Regions from separate parts of the Gasterosteus aculeatus genome. Here region 2 is linked to region 1. A link is a contact called in public Hi-C data. All regions are on one chromosome and are shown on one strand. Each heading gives the region's core, a stretch centred on a gene start, on an enhancer-like site or on the middle of the called end of the contact. The rest is flanking DNA. Distances are from core to core; before and after follow the strand shown. Region 1 holds the start of zfhx4 (zinc finger homeobox 4). Region 2 overlaps LOC120811897.

Evidence for each region. A called contact is a pair of places that touch in the nucleus more often than the background predicts.
Region 2: a Hi-C map of liver shows a contact between it and region 1, with 4 times the contacts expected there. The contact joins the enhancer-like site here to the promoter of zfhx4 in region 1. A contact is called at or near these places in 4 of 6 Hi-C or Micro-C datasets (liver, skeletal muscle and whole body).

What each region holds. Positions count from the first base shown.
Region 1 is chr21:12,395,347-12,399,356 of fGasAcu3.hap1.1, forward strand. zfhx4 (zinc finger homeobox 4) reads left to right here and starts at 1,722. Exons shown (of 12, transcript XM_040166738.2): 1 at 1,722-1,945.
Region 2 is chr21:12,551,518-12,555,527 of fGasAcu3.hap1.1, forward strand. It overlaps LOC120811897, which reads left to right. Exons shown (of 18, transcript XM_078095805.1): 11 at 3,705-3,789. Among protein-coding and RNA genes, the nearest start is that of LOC120811897, 15 kb to the left of the region's middle. Within about 2 kb of position 2,159, at least 1 of the 9 cell types and tissues checked has open chromatin away from gene starts, as enhancers often do. A contact at or near this core is called in liver, where this site is marked.

The sequences.
Region 1 (4,010 bases), core at 472-2,971:
CTCTTGTCCCGAGTAGATTTCCCTCACGCGTAAACGCGGCCGAAACGCGGTGCGACGACGCCTGCCAAGTCACCCACCTCCTCCAGTCCCGTGGCTGTTGTTCTCCTCCTCCTCCTCCTCCTCCTCCTCCTCCTCCACCTTGTTTGCTCGCCACAACAGTTGGTCCTCTTCGGGAGCGATATCTCGGCCGCAGCTGCCCCGCCTGCGTCTGGGTAAAGTCTTTACAGTCAGGGGCGATCGATGGCTCTTATCAAATAAACAGAGTGGCACCGGCGGCCGCACGGACCCCCGAAACCTCCACCCCCACCCTCATGCTCCTGTCTCCTAATCTCACCCCCCCTCATCCCAACCCAACCCACCTCCTCCCTGCTCGAGAGCCCTAGCAGCTGTGGTCCCGTGTAAATTTTACATGATTGGCACCTCTTTATTTTACCCCCCCCCCCCCCTCCACCTGTCTCCATCCCCCTGTTCCCTGCCCCTCTCCATATCGTATCATGTTGCATATTAATGCGCAGTTTATGCAACATCTCATCCGACAGGGAGCACGCGCTCTTCTGGGGAATCTGCATATACCTGATTGCCTGAAAGTGCTTGATTGTTGCGATGTGATGCTGAAATGTGATATTTGGATATGTGGAGACAAAGTGTGTGGGGGGGAGAGGAGGGGGGGCGCTTCCCCTTGACCCTTGAAATGTAACGTATTCCCGTGCGGCCCCGTTTGATTGGGGCTATTTTCTGTCTAATTGTTGTCATCAGGAGTCGCGCTATCACTCCGCATCTGGAAGCACTTTGACGTCCAAGTCAGTGGTTCTCGAAAGTGCGGTTCAAGAATCGTCGAAAGGACCCCCCCCCCCCCCCCCCCCCATATAGAACTGTTTAATTTTTACCGTGATTTTATTAACATACAATTATTCCAATTAGAAAGCACGTGTCTGAATGGAGGTTTCAGATGTACGCGTCACACGTACAGCAGGTTTACAATGTGAGTCTAAATTGACCAAAAAAACAAAAACATGTTGGGGTCCCGGAGATAGAATCTAATTAAACGGGGACCCTTGGCTTAAGGTGTGTCCATTCGGGGGTCCTTGACATGAACATGCTGGAGAAGCCCTGATCTAAGTGACTGAGGCAAAGGGGTTGAATTGACAGTCTTTGTTTCTTTTTTCCCTTCTCTGCCCCCCCCCCCCCCCCCCACCTCTCTGTCTCTCTCTCTCAACCTCTCTCTATTTCTGCGTAACCCCCCCCCCCCCCCCCCCCTCTCCTTTAAAGGGAACGGAAGAGTGGGCTGATACTGGTCTCATGTTGCGTATAGATTTTCGTTTATATAATCGATCGAAATGTCCCAATACATTGATTTCGGGTTCAGTGTTTTACAAACAAGCGTTTATGGGTCTCGATTTTATGTTAGGGATGATTCCAGTGTGACACCGATGCGCAGAGAAGCTGGAGTTGTTGGTTTTTAAATACGTTATGAATATACATACAAATACATATATTCCTATATACATTATTTAATGTATTAAAAAATATATACAAAAACTGAATCGGGGTGGGGGAGAGCAAAGAAGAAGAAAAGCGGGGGTGAGGGGGGGGGGGACACAATATTGTGCTGTCTCTCTCCTTAATCAAATAAAGTGGTGTAAAAAACACACACACACAAAAGCATTTCCTTCCCTCTGAATTTCTCCTTGAATTATATGCCATCACTAGTGTGTGTGATTGCGGAATATTAAATTAAAGTGGGATAAGTCCGCACCGAGGCGGGCTGCGTCCAATCCGCAACTCATTTCCCCTGTTGTAGCACCGCATCACTGCGCTCCTCTCTTTTCAATGACAATGTGCCAAATCTGGGCATTTTGAAAACACTTTCCATATGCTATTATCGGATCGCTACTGAGCAAGAGAAAGACAGAAAAGAAGGAAAACGGAATGTTTTATACCAAAGGTACCGAGAATCTACGTTTTTATGTGTCATCTCTTTCAATGGCTTATTATACTTTATGCTTTTTGGGGGAGATTTAAAAGAGGTAAGAGGAGGAAAATTTGAAGTTTTTTTTATTTTTTACAACGATTGCATATTTATTGGAGCGCTGGTGTTTGGCTTTAGGGCTGGAAGTGAAAACGTCGAGAGAGTTTATGTTGAGCATATATGGGCAAAAACTTAATTTGGTTTCATTGTTTTTTTTACCATGTTTTCCTCGTTTTATTTGCTAAAGAGGGGGTCGTTTTTGCTCACATCTCTCTGGAGTGTTTGTCAGCAAACAAGTAGGTGGCTTTTATAAGACGTTGATTTCGTTGAAATCACAGAAAACAGTGATCTCTTTTGGATTTATTTGCAATTACTTGATTTTGCGAGTCTTCGCCTTAATTTAACGCAGGTGTCAACTTACAAGGGACATCACATTCCGACAATTATGTCTCTATTATTTATTTTATCGCGCTGAAAAATATAATTGTTGTTATTGACTTTTTGGAAATACATATTTCCAAGTCCATTCTTTTATGGTTAAATTATGCTGAAGTCTTTTGTCGGTGGCAGACGTCTAAAGAGTTGCGCGTAACTTCTTATTGGCCGTTTTTGTGGAATTTTGCGAAGCTTATTTTGGGCATGTGTTTGCTGTTACGAGAGTGGGCCAGTGGGTCACTGTGGCACGTCGCGGGTCAGAGCTGTGGGCTTTTGCGTGTTTTTTGTGTGTGTCCTGAGGAGGCAGAGGGGTCAGCCAATGCAGCCCCATGAGGGCGCCGACGCACAGGACAAACAAGCTCCGTAGGCACACGCCGAGACCACTGACCAGGTGACCGTCTCTGGCAAATACGACTAAGAGCAAAATCATTTACTAAATTATTACTATTTGTTTAAATTATAACAGAATCTAACGTCGAATTAATTCTGATTTTTCGGGTTAATTTCCGACAGTGGGCCTATATATCGATTGTTGCGCGATGGTTCCGTCCCATGTGTGCCAAGGTGAATTTCTCCCGACGATTCAAAGGTATTGATCGGCTCAAGTGGCATCAGATCTTTGTGGGCTCGATGCTACCTTTCATACGTCTGGGTGCATTATACAATAAAACAAAACGTCTTTAACCACACGATCATTTAAAAAGGATTTTTAGTTGCTGTCGTCCTGTGCTTTGTTTTCAGGGATGCCACTTCGACACGTATTTGCTTTACACAAATTACTCGCACGCTCGCGCGCACACGCAGACACACACATATATATACACACACACACACATACACAAGCAGTCACACACAGACACCAGACCGGAGTTTAGAGATAAACATCTATAATTAACTGAGGATGCGGCTGATATGGAAATGGGGCGAAATATTAGTTAACGCGGTCTATTGTCAAGCGGTCCTGCGGAGAAAGAGCATCGTCTGCGGGGAGAGAGGGAGGGTGGAGACCGGGGGGGCGGAGGGGGTGGTGGTGGGGGGGGGGGGGTTACAACATGCAGGAGGTTAAGATAAGCGGCAGCCCGATATCAGTTCGCCAAATCCGCTTTGTACTTTCTCTTTTTCTCACTGAAAACAAATTAAATAGCAAAAGCAACTCCGTTGGTTGCACATTTAACCCGAGAGAGAGAGAGACGGTAATTAGTATCCATTCACAGAAATGGTACAACAACAACAACATCTCGTTGAATTTGGTGTACAGAAGTGCTCCGTTTACGATGCACGAAGTCGCAAATGACAAATCCACTCCAAGTCCACTCCGCGCGGCTCTCAGGGGCTCGACGCACGGACCCGGTGGACTTTCTTTTTTTTGTTGCGCGTCCGCGGCAGCAGCGGGTCGACTCGGCTCTCCACGCCCGTCTGTGAGCGACGCCTCCCGCGGCTGACAGGCTAGAAAAGCCCCCCTGGAGGACAGGGAGGCAGCTGCAGCGGCAGCGGCAGCAGCAGCAGCAGCAGGAGCCTTGGATCCGGGTGAAAAGTGACGCCTCTGTTCCTCACCTCGACCCACCCGCCCCTCTTTTGTCAGTAACCTTCTATAAACTCACGCATA
Region 2 (4,010 bases), core at 909-3,408, 160 kb after region 1:
ATCTGACTGTGGACGCAGCGACAGGAAAGAAGAGGGTGATTAAAAATGAGAGGGAAAAAATCCTTAAACCCGGCTCATGACTGAATGTGTCAAATGTAACGTCACTCTGACTGCATGCGTTCCCTGCATGACGGCACCTTCACTAGATACTGTTTCTCACAAAGTAGTCACCCCGAAAGGGAAATCACATGACACCAAACGCCACCGTGCCGAGGACCCGCCGCTGCTTTGCATACGTGCAGTCAATTGCATTTACATTATGGGATTTTTGAAAGACGTTTCTTCAGACAAAAAAATAGAAAAGTTGTGTTATTAATCTAATTCACAGAAAACAGTGTGTCTTATCATCTACAGTAAATGGATGGTTAATGCTTTTGGGAAATCAAGCAAGACAATACATATGATGATGGTGTAATCTTACATCTGAAATAAGATGTATCATAAGGTCGGCTGTAATGTGAAATAAATATAATGCCCTGTGACCACAAATGAAATAACAGCATAAACAAAAACACAATATCCATATTTCCACACTTCCTCAAAAACAGAAATGTGATATTACCACCCCTCTGTGCTGCTGATGTGCATCTGCCTAAAGATGACGAAATCATTATTGTCTGCCTTTGTGTTTGTGTGTCTGGGTTTGCGTGCGAGTGTGTGTGTGTGTGTGTGTGTGTGTGTGTGTGTGTGCTGCTATCCAATCTGGATCCCTGGTCGCACACATGCACATGCCTCTCTCCTCCAATTCACCTCTATTACTAGCTATAATCCCATTTCACACTCTATCGATCCCCAAAACTGTTGTTCACCGGAACCAGCAGCAAACACCGGCATTTCTCCCCATCATTTCACCACCATTGTTCTTTATTACACAAAGAAGACCCCCCCCCCTTTTTGTCTCACAGTAAACTCGGCCCGCTGAAATATGAATTATAAATGTATGGCTAATAAAGGAGAAGGGGGAAAGAGAGTGAGAGAGAGAGAGAGAGAGAGAGAGAGAGAGAAGTGGTTGGTAGAAACATCAGAGAAAATGACTCCTTTACAAGAGTCTATTGATCAGTTTCTATCAAAGGGGGATGTCAGACATGAGATTACCTGGCAGTTTGAGCATTAGGTGCCGTGTGTTATAGCCCCGGGCCCTTGTACCGCTGCCAGAGGATTGTAAATAAAGCGAAGGGGAGAGAGCAAGAGGGGAGTGTGTTGGGGTGCATGTGTGTGTTTTGGGTTCAAGATTCCCCCGGTGTGTGTTGCTCTTTGTCTTTTGTTAGTGCTCACTGTTGTGTGCATATGATTTTTCTCCTTCTTCTTCTTGTATTTGTGTGCATGACTGTGTGCGGCTGTGCACCTTTTGGCTTATACCCAAAAGCAGTGTTGCAAGCCCATGAAACTTCAGAAAGAGAGGGAGTGAGTCTTGGGAGGCTTTGGGACGTCTCTCGGGAGCACCTCAGCCCGCTACGAATCCCCCAACAAAGCCAAAGGAAGCCCCTATGAAGCCTTATGAAGCTTTTATGAGGGCCAGGAAGGGCCCGGCCCAGCCGCAACCACTGATTCAGGGTTAGCCGGGTTCTCGTCCCTCTCATGTTAAAGGTTAGCTACGAAAGCGGGGTAATCTGACTGCAGATCTGTGATTATGAACCCATGCTGTATGGCGGCTTTGAAGCGCTTCATGAAGGAGAGATTAGATTATGAACTAATGTCATACCTCACGTGGTGAAGCCGGTATAAAAGGGTCAAGAAAGTAAGAGACCCAAGATCTCGCGTCTCGTTTCCGGCCGCATGGTTCGGCTCTGCAGTATGTTGATAGTACCTCCTCGGTGTGGGCAGATCGGGCCCACCTGATCGCCATGGCAGCATTAAACCGTCTGCCGTCATCTTCAACGGCTCGGCTCACTCGGATCTTCGATAGAGGTGGTTTTGAAAAATAAAAATAAAATCTGAATATACAGAACATTTGTTCATGTATAACCAAGAAAAAGGGCGCTACGTAGAGCCGCGTCGTCCCATTGTGTGGAAATGCAGCATCTATTTTAAGCTATTAAGAAGAATTGATTGTTGAGAAATCCACACTCCTCTGCGGCTCCTCTTTTAATGTGGAAAACGTTGGCTGCATGTGGTCATCAAACTAAGCTAAATATACCACACAGCCCACCTGGTCCAAAGTAAACTCCTAGTGTGTGTCTGTTTGTTTACTGCTTTCTACCTCGGCGTGTTCTCGTGTTCCTATGCAGCTCGGTCTGTCCTTTTCTCGTAATTTTTGGGGTGTGTGTTCGGGTGCACGTCGGTGCAGCTAATTGCTCTCTCTGTGGCCTCCCCTGGTGGGACGCGTCACTGAGGTCACCTCAAAACTAAGGCCGACTCCAGTTTTCACATCTCTGCTTTATCGATTATTGAGATTCATAACAAACCTTCACCTTGAGATTTAGCCAAATAGCCACGGTAGAGGCACACGCAAATAAAAGAGCTTTTGCTTCGTTAAATATTTAGCATTCCAGTTGCGGCTTCAATTTTCCTGGGGCTTCAGTTTAAACAGTTTGGATACAGCAAAGCCATGAATGAATCATGGCTTTATTAAATGTAGATTTTCCTTTCTGCTTTTCCTTCATACCGGTATTGGTTTTAGCCCCCCCCCCCCCCCCCCCCCCTCTCTTCAGTCTGTCCCACCACTACCATCACAGTGTGGCCCTAAAAGCATCACAGCAACACACTGAGCATTTCTCTGTTTCTATTTCACACACTCACCCGCACATGCACACCAAAAAGTCAAGGTCCGTCCTGTAAATATTCAACACACACACAAACACACAGTCAGGAGCGCACCGCTACATATTCGGCGCACATACCTCCTCAATATTCACCAGCCTTGACCACCGATGGCTGACAGTTTATGTTATATTCAATGAATACTGAATGTAGTGAAAAGGTTTTTAAGAGCTGCAAAGAAACATTGACTCACAAAACAGGATACAGAACAAAAAGAAAAAGGGGGAGAGAGAGGGGGAGAGGGGGGTGCAAAGCCCAAATTTTAAATTCAAACTAAAAAGGCCCCGCGCGTAAGCAAGGAACCACTCAATGTGCTAAATTACTAAGTGTGGGACGGCGGGGTTTTTTAGTTGATGTCGACGGAGGGGACGGCTGGAAAGGGAACGTGATTGAAGGGATGCGGTCAGCGGCTCGAGTGGCGTGCTCAAGGTAAAGAGTGCCATCTATTGACAAAGTCGGGGAGAGCGCTGCTCTTCTTCTTTTTTCTTTTTGTGCGTCTGTCTCAACAGAAGGGCCGCCGCGTCGCCTCCGAGAGGCGTCCGGCGCTTCTCCCGCGGAAGGGTTTGCTTCTCGCTTTGAAAAGGCGGCTCGCGGCCTCCGATTTTTTTTCAGTCTGAAACTTGAAATTAAATCAATTTCTGTAAAACGTTCTTTAATCCTCGGCCTGTCGGAGAACGCACTCTGTGTATGAATATGAATTTACCATTTTTTTTTGTTTTTGTTATGTATTTCTTTCTTGAACTGAATTAGAAAACACATTGAACCAACAATGTGATATCTCAGTCAGAATGGACATATTTCCTCTCACGCGGCCTCTTAGCGAATCTTAACCCAACAGCGTTTGAAGTGAACAGTTGCTCTCTGTATCTCACACTTTTCCGCCCCTGTCTCCCCCCCCCCCCACTACCCACCCCCGCCCCCACCTCCCCCTCCCCCCTGCTCAGCGGAGGAGTTGGCAACCCGTGCAGAGGAGGCGAGGCGGATGCAGGGGCGGCTGAATGAGGGAAAGCTAGCGGAGGAGAAAATAAGGTACGAACGGAGAGCGGCAGAGAGGGACAGAAGCTTCCCTCTCTCATCCCGTTTCCCATGGTCCCCTGAGTAAAAAGTCAGTAATCAAAAACATTTAGCTTTTATGCAGGCGGCGTACAGTAGGCTTCACAAAGTGAACATGTGTCGGACAGAACAGCCCTAAGCTCTAGACACACACACACATTTTGAAAAGAGTCTTCAAAGCACAATGCCTAACTTTG